Linked DNA regions of Mus musculus: region 1 is linked to region 2. The links are chromatin contacts, called in public promoter capture Hi-C maps. All regions are on one chromosome and are shown on one strand. The core of a region is the stretch at or near the end of the contact, and the rest is flanking DNA. Distances in the headings are between cores, read along the strand shown. Region 1 has its middle 9.9 kb from the start of Gm35130. Region 2 holds the start of Llph (LLP homolog, long-term synaptic facilitation (Aplysia)).

Region 1 (4,874 bases), core at 172-2,671, 480 kb after region 2:
ACTGATTTACAACTCCAAGGCACTAACAGGGTGTTTGATTTAAGAGTGTATCTATGTAGTTGGAATAAACATACCACACTCCAGAAAGTCTGAAGATAGCTTCCCCCACCCCTACCCCCCAGTAAATGGCAAACAGTTAAGACTTCGTTTATACCCCTCCCCCTCTCCAAGGGTTATCACGGCCTTTTTCCTCACATTGACAGGAAAACAAATGATCAAAAGATGAATGACCTCTGACCCTTCCCTATCTCATTCTCCGTCTGTCAAAAGGTTGCTCGGCAAGGCAGGACAAGCTAATTATTTTTTTTTCCTAATCAATCAGCTATTTTAATGACGTGTGACATGCCTGATCTATCAGTACCATTAAGATAATGTCCACTCTGTTTGGAGGCTGCTACGTTTATGGATAAGCCACTAGCCAGCCTGGCCCCTCAAAGAACCCAGATCCACTCATCTGAGTGCAAGCAAGCCCCAGGATCTGGGAGCACATGGGAAAGAACTCAGCTGGTGGCTGGGTGGCAGTGGCTTAGGCAGCTGACATGCATGGCTGCCCCTGATGCTTCCCCCCCCCCCTCCCGGGGGGGGGGGATTTGAAATTACCATTCATTGGATCTTCTAAATTTTCATTTTGTCTTCTAAAGAAGTTGAGGGGAAAATGAAACAAAACCAAAACAACACTAATAAAAACAAACTACCAAAGCCCACCATCTCAGCCCTGCAGTCAGATAGGTATTAAAAACAATTTCCATAATAGCTCAGAAATCTTTTGTTAGGGATGACCTGAAATGTCACCAGTCTGCAGCCCTGTTTGAGGAGGGGAGGGGTGAAGCAGTTGGGAGAACATGGAGGCCATTGCTAAAGAGATCAGGGCAGAGTGTTAAAAGAAGTCAGGAGATGTGGCAGAAGCGTGGACCCAGGTGAGCGAGCGAACACGGTTTGGTTTTGCCTTTGTGCCATCTCGAGCCTCCTGCTTTGCCCCTTGGGTACCAGCAGCAACTTTGTTGCTAAGGACTGGAATTCCCAGGCACCGGCCTGGCCAACCCAGAGCCCTGGAGAAAGTAGGCCTTAAGGTCTACCCTGGAGGCCTGCTTGCTTCTCCTGTCACACTTTCTCTTCTGCGTGGGCAGCTCAGAGGTCCCATACAATCAGACGGGGGACCGCTCGCTCTCCCTCTCCCCAGATGACAGTGGCCCTGACCAGATGTTTCACACCCCTCTCCCATTGGGCAGCCACAGGACCAGGCCTGTGGGGGAGGGGCACGGGGCTGCTCGGCCACAGCTGGCAAGCAGCTTTCTGCTCTGGATGAATTCAACTTGAATATCAGCCTGAAGAATGTCTCCTCAAAGGAAGGGGAAAGGCCTATCTCCGCAAGGACACCGTCTGAGTGGGTGGGAGGAGGGGAGAGGGGGTTGAGAGCATCCGCTCTCCTCATTCATAGACAGCAGGAAGCACCCAGGACAGACATCCCTCCCGATCACCACCGCCACCCTGTCTCTGGGCAGAATCTTAGGGAGTGCCAGCTCTCCCTGGGGCCTGTCTCTTTTTGTAGCCTGCATACCAATTCCTAGGGGTTAGGCAGATGTAATGCAGACAGGATTCTGATGCTTCCGCATCGTGCTTCCTGTTCCTAGAGAGCGTATAAACAGAAAGGGGAGGGGCCAGAAGTAGAAACATGTCGTTAGAGTACGGTATCATGTTAACAGAGGTCTATGAGACAGTGCGGAGACACCAGGAAGACAGAAGACTGCAAGAGACAACTCTGGGAAGGGCAGCGTGATTTTTTAAGTACAACTAGTGAGACAAGCAGCCCAGGCAAGCAATGGCATACCGAGAGGCAGAGAGGCCTAGTGACCCCTGAACAACCGCTTCTGTTTCTGTAAGAATGATTAAGGAGGAGATGCTAGGTCATATGTGCTCCTTGGATAAATACTTACTGGATACCATCTTGAGTATACGCTTAGGGAGTAAACCTAAAGGAATCTGACCTCCCTAGAACTTTGAGTTTAGCCAAGGAGGCAGAGGGCAAGTCCCTGCAGAAATGACAAGCCAGAGAAGGTCCTCTGAGAGAGGTAAGGAGGTTTTTGTGTTGAGGAAGAGAAAGGAGAGAAGGCTGTGCCTTAAGTCAGGGTGTAGCAGAGGCCTCTTGGAGCCGAGAGGAGGATTAGCCGGGCAGAAAGCAGCTTGGGAAGTTTACAAGCAAACCCAACACAAACAAGGTAAAAAACAAAAGCCCTGTGGAGGAGGAGGACCTTTGACCAGGCCCTAAGGGTCAGATTACAGTTTGACCACACTCCGTGGCTTTAGGATGAGCAAAAGCAAAAACAGAAAAGCCAAGCGAGTTTGTATGAAGGATGCATTAAGGAAAGTTGATGGTAAACACTCAGCAAGGGGGCTTTGCAGAACCCACAGTCAGAAAGAGTAAGAAAGAGCTGGTGACAGCCCTGTCCTGGCAGCCTACAGGATATGGAAATAAATGGACCATACTAGACTCTCTCTTTCCCTCTCTTTGTCTCTCTGTCTCTGTATGTCTTTGTCTCTGTCTCTAACTCTGTCTTTCTCTTTGTCTCTCTGTTGCTGTATCTGTCTGTCTCTGTCTCTGTGTGTGTCTCTGTCTCCATGTCTCTCTGTCTCCCTGTGTGTCTCTGTTGCAGTGTGTGTCTTTTTGTCTCTGTGTGTCTCTCTGTCTCTTTGTGTCTGTCTCTGTCTCTGTTGCTGTGTATCTTCTTGTTTCTGTGTGTCTCTTTGTCTCTGTATGTATCTCTCAGTGTATGTGTGCCTGTCTGTCTCTGTGTGCCTCTCTCTGTATCTCTGTCTCTCTGCATCTCTCTTGTGTGTCTGTGTGTCTGTGTATCTGTGGGTATCTGTGTCCACTGTAGCAAGCTCTCCATGCACCCCCTTGGTTCGGAAAAGCAGGAACCACTGACAACCGATGGGAGACATTGTCTCAATGGTCTCTCCTGGCGAGAGACTCCTGAAGATCTTTCTGCTCTTCTTTATCTGCCCCACTCTGTTTGCCCTGTCTACAGTGTCCATTTGAGAATGATTCTAGAAACCTGGCCCTGGGGCAGACCTCCTTCTGCTTGCTTCTGAGAGCAAGTTCTTGTTTCTGCAGAGGATGCCGGTGGGACCAGCCTGCTCTGGGTGTGACAGCAGCTGGGTCCTTCCCATCATCCCCTCTACCTTCAAGTCCCACAGGTCACCCTTGATGTGCTTTCCCAGAACATTCACACTGGGAGCAAGGGTGGGCGCTACAAAGTTCACATCAGCTTTTCATTGATAATCTGCCTCCCCTCCAGAAAGCCAGAGCAAAGCCTCAGTTATTTCCAGGGTCCCAGTGTATCCTGGGAAAGTCTCCACTCTGCCTCTCCTCTTGAGTCATAAATGAAAATTTATGACCTACTCTTTTATTAAATTTCAGTGACCTCCACTGTGCTTTGAAAAGACTAGAAGATAATTGTACCTGTGTATGAGCACGCACACGTGTGCAAGTGTGTGATCTCCAACACACCCAAAGCACTTCGCCACATACTTTCTCATTTAGTTCAATATAACTTTTCCATTTTATTAAGTGGGGGGAAAAATGAATCACAGAGTGACGAGGTTATTTGGTTGTAGGCACACAATTTATGAAGTCTAGATTGGTCTTCATTGTTCTCTGGAGCCTACCACAGTGCCTGACACATAGTAGGTAATTGATGGATATTTGGTGGAGTGGATTAATACTATGTATAATGAAGAGCTGGGGTTAAAATGTTAACCTTGCTACCCATCACATCTGGATTCCTCCCAGCAAAATTGTGTGTTTAGCTATAGAAGTCAGAACAAATATAGCACCCACTCAAGCCCTATAGATTTAAAACATTTTCTCATAATATATCCAGGCCATGGTCTGTGTTAGTGACTGCTCAATTAGCATTGAGCAGTTCATGAGGTAAGGGGATTCCCTTACCTCTGCTGCCCCATACTCTATCCCATAGCCCAACCCCCAAAGCGTGTGTGTGTGTGTGTGTGTGTGTGTGTGTGCACGCGCGCTCATACACAGTTCTGCATATAACTTCATAGACATTCAGTCAAACTCAGTATGCGTTCAGGATTAGGTTGGGTTGTGGGTTGCCCTGGTGCTGTTTGTATTTTGATGGTAATTTCGCTTTTCTCAGGAAGGGCTGCCTAGGACTAGGAGTGGATCGAAGACTCAGGTGACTTCATGTGAACCTTCTCCCCCATTTTAACTTGTAAAAGCAAGCCTAGAGCTGGTGATTGGGCAGTGGAAGGAAAGGTGGAGCTGAAAAGTTTTAGGGAGAGAAGGAGAGAGGGGGAGAACAAGAAGAGGAAAGAGAGAGACTGGAGGAGGAGGAGGAGGTGGAAGGAAAATGGAGCAGAAGCACATGGCCTGGAGAAGGCTCTAAGGCATCTCATAGCTGGGGAATAGAGTAGTGTAGTGGTAGATCTGCCCAATCTAGGGGCACAGCTTGTATTCATATCAACTGAGTTGTGTTTTCATTGTACTGGCTTATTTGGGTTGGAGATTTACCACAACAATGTTGGGGCAGCTTTTCTTTCAAATGAGATAATTTAGTGCCTAGTAAAGGCCCCCGATAAACTGTGTACCGCACTGTGCAAAGCTATTGGGCTGCAAGGGGGAAAGGAAGGAAGCCAAGACCCAGGTACACAAACATGCACTTCTTACATCTCGAGGGGGACAGGCAGGTCAGCTCCCTAGGACTTCCCAGTGGAGTAGGAACCTGAAGGGTAGTAGGTGACATCACTATTTCAGACATGCCATCTAAGAATCCAGGGAGCAGTGTGCTGATGAGCAGACAAGCTTCTCATTTCCTTCTGAGGAATGGGAGGAGGTCGGTTGTGCATTTAAATCC
Region 2 (4,691 bases), core at 954-3,453:
GAAAGACGCTTGAATTAAACTTAAATGTTAATATTAAAAGCATATGTGATCTTTAATGGCATTCTGTGTTCTTCTATAATTTAGAATCTTACTATTTTGGTTTTCTTCTCATTTCCAAATCCTTGACTTTAAGTCTCAGGCAAGAGCTATTAAAATGTCTTTCCCTTTTTCATAAACTGAGGCAGGGTCTCTATGTAGTTCAGTATGGCCTCTAACTCAGGGCCTTACTGTGTCAGCTTCCGATGTCCTGGGAATACACGCATGGTGCCACCTGCCTGGCATATATATATATATATATATATATATATATATATATATATATATATATATATATATATATGTTTGTGTGTAGCATGTGTATATCTGGGGTCTGCAGAGGCCAAAAGCGGGTGTTGTATCCCCTGGAACTGGCGTTACAGATGGTTGTAACATGGAAACTGCACTGGAGTTCTCTAAAAGAGTAGCAAGCACCCTTCAAAATCACTGAGCCATTTGTCAGCTCATTCTTCACCTCTAAAAATGTCTAGTTTATAAGTGGAAAATCACTGGTGTAAAATAGATTTGATAAAAATGAACGGTGTTTATATTTAATGGCAACAAATTTCATATGGTTAGTTTTTATAAGAGCTTTTTCATGCCAAATTGTGGAATGTGTCTTAATACATAATAGGTTGATTTTATTTTCCAAATTTCTGTTCAAAAGCCACAGCCTTTTGGTACATGAAGCTGCCAATTTAGAGCATCTGTAAGGTTGATTTTTCAAACCCAGGGCATGCACGCTTCCTCTTGTTATAATGCCAACTGTATTTTTCCTGGGTTAAAAATCTCAGTGCTTGCTCCACTATATGCATGGTTTCTTCAAAAAGACACAGCTCTTCTAGCAATTAAACAGGGATTTTATAAGTCATCACTTATAAAGGGGGCTGGAGACCTGGTTCAGTGGTTAAGAGCACCTCTTGCTCTTGCAGAAGACCTGGGTTCAGTTCTGTGGTGATTTGGATATGCTTGGCTCATGGGAAGTGGCAATATTGGGAGGTGAGGCCTCATTGGAATAGGTGTGACTTTATTGGATGAAGTGTGTCACTGTGTAGGTGGGCTTTAAGGTCCCTAGTGCTCAAGCTCCAGCCAGTTCAGAAGAGAACCTCTGGCTGCCTTCAGATCTGGGCTTCTCCAGCGCCATGTCTGCCTGCATGCTGTCATGCTTCCTGCTATGACGACAATGGACTGAACCTCTGAAACTGTGAGCCAGTCCCAAATAAATGTTTTACTTTTTAAGAGTTGCTTTGGTTATGGTGTCTTCACAGTAATGGAAGTAAAACTAAGTAAAACTGGTTCCCAGCACCCCTGTGGTGACTCACAACCAACTGTAAATCCAGTTCAAGGGATGAGATGGCCTCTTCTGGCCTCTTCTGGTACCAGGCACACATGTGGTACACATACATGCTTGAATGTGGTGATCTGTTGAAAACACTGTTTCCAGGTAAGTCTGGGTAGTTAACGTTTGTTGCCTAATCACCCACTGAAGATCAATGAATGAGGTACTATCTAGGCCCTAAGACACTCTTCTTATCTTTCACAAGTGTTAAAGAGACTTGCGTATCGCCCATAGCTTGTGCAATATTAGAAGCACATGCAAAAACCACACCTTTTTTTGTAAACTCATTCACCCTAGGTTAGCTTTGTCTCAGGTATGTAATAGTTTGGACAGATCAACATTGGTTGAAATAGCTTGTTTTACCCTTTAAATTCGTGGGGATAAGGAAAGATTATTCTGTTGGGTGACACTTTGAAATATAACTGGCATGCAGTCGACGTGACGTATTTAAGTTGTACAATTTGATACATCCTCACAGCCGCGTACCTCCTAGGATCCTCAGCCGAAATGAGAAAATTTCTAGACTGCAATTAAACAAAAACAAAACTCAGAAAGGGCTCCAGGATGATCAGAGCTGAGCAATCCCTTTGGTATCCTTTCTCGTGAGGCTGTCACAGACAGGGCCCCCGGCCAGGCTTGGCCCATCCAAGGCTTTGAGATGCTTTGATTTATAATTTGCCACTCCCGACAGGAAATTCCTTAAACTTTCTCCTGTAGGTGTAGGGGTCAGCCAAAGCCTCGGGATGACAGAGACAGCTGGTTGACCACGCCTCCCCAAAGACCACGCCTCTCAAGGATCCCGGCATGCTGTGCGCTGGCCCCTGAACGGAAGCCGGAAGCGCCTGTACTTCCGGTTGGCGTCCCACGCGTGGTGCGCGGTGTTGTCTCTCAGGTGAGTTGCGTGGGCTTTGGACTCAACTCCGCGGCGTGAAGGACTGGCTCGGACCCTGCCTCCGCGGCGAGACCTGACCGCATCCTCGCTCGGTGCGGGGCTCGGGAGGGCGAGGCTCGGGGTCCCGCACACGGACCACTGGTGATTGCTGACGCTCAGGGGACCTCACCCAGCCACCCCACGGTTCTCGTGACCTGTACGGTGTGCAGCAGAGCGGTGGCCCCGGGGGATCCGGCTCAGCCCCGCAGTCCGCAGACGGGGACGGTAGCTCCGGGTTGAAGCCGAACTTGGTAGAAAGGAGCTGACAGGAGTCGGAGGATCAGAGCGAGCCTTAGGGAGAGCCATTTCCAGACCTAGATCGGAGATGTGACGGTCCTGAAGTGGGCGTTGTGCGGACTGGAGCTTGCGTGCGTGTGGGGCTAGAGAGTAAGTCGGAGGCCCGAGAGGAGCGGGATGAGCTTTGATACACGAGGGGAGGAGTCTTTAAAAGGCAGGGAGCTATGGTTTAAGCTGTTAAAAGTTCACACTAAAGATGTGGTGACGGATATTGGATAAGAACAGCGCAATAGGTGATTTTAAGGCGGAGCTGTTCGCTTTCTGTGTCTACTATGCATAGCTGCTCTTTGAGAACGGCTTGAATTAACGACTTGTTCCTACTTAAAGGGGCCTGACGTGTCCGGACTTAGTCCTTTCATGCTCTGCGCTGATTATTACATAAGCTAAGCATGAGGGCACAGCACAACTTCTCTTCCATCTGTCCCAGTTCTGAAGAGAAGGCTGCTTGGCCACGTCCTTGCCAGTCAAGGGTGTGAGCAGTAAACCTTTTGTTTGTGTTTCTGTTCACCGCCAGGTGAAGCATGGCTAAAAGCCTGCGGAGTAAGTGGAAGAGGAAGATGCGGGCCGAGAAGAGAAAGAAGAATGCGCCAAGGGAGCTCAACAGACTGAAGAGTATCCTCAGAGTGGACGGGGATGCTCTAATGAAAGACGTTGAGGAGATAGCAACCGTGGTGGTAGCCAAACCTCGCCAGGAGAAAATGCAGTGTGAGGAAGGGCGGTGTGACGGCGCAGATGAGGAAAAGGGTGAGCCTCGGTCTTCATTTACATGGTTTTTCTAAAAAATGATCCACTTTTCTCTTAGGGGTCGGTCTCTCTCTGTCTTTTTAAAGCCGTCTTCTACCCATTCTACTTGTCCCTAGTGTCAAGTCCAAAAGAAACTGGGGACAAATGGCTAGCTGTGGAGCTTATTAGATAATAAAGTACATGCTGGCACCCTGGTTCCTCTCAGCTCCTCCCCCCAACCCCCAAGTGTCTCCACTTCACAAGCCTCCCTCTCACTCCCATATAACACTGCCGTCTCGGCCGTGCTTCTCTCGGCTCCTGGATCCTCTCGTTCCTCTCAGTCGCCTTTACCCCACTTCTCTTCCTCTCTTGCCTCCCCAACCCCCACCCCACTTTCTCTCCTCTCATGGCCTGGTTCAGTCCACTGGCGATGTTTTGTCTTCTTTCTCTCCTGCTCTGGACTCTTCTGACTGTACCTTCCCTCATTTCGACAGTAAACACTTCCTCTTCAATCACACTTGGAGCTGTCCTGTGCTCACTGTATGCACCTCACATACCTGGTGTGTTCACGTCTTTATCCTTTGGAAGCTTACGTTTCTTTTAGAGACTGTGCTAAGCTGTTTCACAGTCAGTGTTTGTGAATAGCATCGCTGAGCTGTTTAGAATGGATCTTCAGCAATTACACAGCAGCTTGAATGCCCCAGGCACTGATGGTACTGCGGGATGGAGCTTAGCATCTAGGCAGATGTTTAATTACCCTGGAAAGTCACAGAATCTCACTTTTGTTTGCATCTTTTTAGAGACCCCTGTGTATTGTTACTCATTGGAGGCTCTGTATAATGCTGGATTCAGCAAAGAAAGGGGTGTTTGTTTTTAATGCCCCTGCTTGGCAGCTAAAGGAAGCACTCATATGAGGGGCATTGACTACACTTCCAGAGGACCCAGGTTCAGTTCCCAGCACCCACACGGCAGCTCACAACTGTCAGTAGCTCCAGGATCTGACATCCACACAGACAGACATGCAGGCAAAGCTTCAGTGTAGGTCTTTTTTTAAAAGGCACTCTTAAGGTAGAAGTGTGTTCATGTCTTGAAGGCCAAGGACCCCAAAGTTCTTAGTGCTTAATCCGAAGTGTTAGCGTCCCATTCTTCCAAAGAGAAACCCTCCTGTCTGGTTTCTGTTGGTCTGCTCTGCTTCCGCTGCCCCTGAGAGGTTTGAGACTTGAACTGGCTGTGTCCCTTTCAGCACACACAGCACCTCTGCAACTCTTTTCTTGGCTGCGCCCCCCTAGGAGTTTCTCTCCCTGTCCTTCCAACCCCGAGACGGACAGCTGCTGATGCCGTTGGTCTTCTATGGCTTGCTTTGTA

Evidence for each region. Promoter capture Hi-C pulls out the DNA fragments that hold promoters and counts their contacts.
Region 1: a contact with region 2 is called in a promoter capture Hi-C map of stem cell-derived epiblast-like cells, with 3 times the contacts expected there. The contact joins the enhancer-like site here to the promoter of Llph in region 2. A contact is called at or near these places in 14 of 39 promoter capture datasets (the 3T3-L1 cell line, 3T3-L1-derived adipocytes, cranial neural crest and 9 more), 5 of 15 datasets of contacts at CTCF or cohesin (the NIH/3T3 cell line, embryonic stem cells, hippocampal excitatory neurons and 1 more), 8 of 484 Hi-C or Micro-C datasets (embryonic fibroblasts, embryonic limb bud, embryonic stem cells and 3 more), 23 of 115 datasets of contacts at active chromatin or transcription factors (acute myeloid leukemia, astrocytes, bone marrow-derived dendritic cells and 14 more) and 3 of 9 other capture datasets (adipose tissue, embryonic stem cells and liver).

The regions. Positions count from the first base shown.
Region 1 is chr10:120,706,645-120,711,518 of GRCm38.p6, forward strand. No RefSeq gene overlaps it. Among named protein-coding and RNA genes, the nearest start is that of Gm35130, 9.9 kb to the right of the region's middle. Within about 2 kb of position 1,422, at least 70 of the 459 cell types and tissues checked have an H3K27ac peak or open chromatin away from gene starts, as enhancers often do. A contact at or near this core is called in craniofacial prominence, differentiating embryonic stem cells, neural stem cells and 3 more, where this site is marked.
Region 2 is chr10:120,224,857-120,229,547 of GRCm38.p6, forward strand. It overlaps Llph (LLP homolog, long-term synaptic facilitation (Aplysia)), which reads left to right and starts at 2,204. Exons shown (of 3, transcript NM_025431.2): 1 at 2,204-2,267; 2 at 3,118-3,347. The coding sequence starts at 3,125. It overlaps Tmbim4 (transmembrane BAX inhibitor motif containing 4), which reads left to right. Exons shown (of 7, transcript NM_026617.3): 7 at 1-41.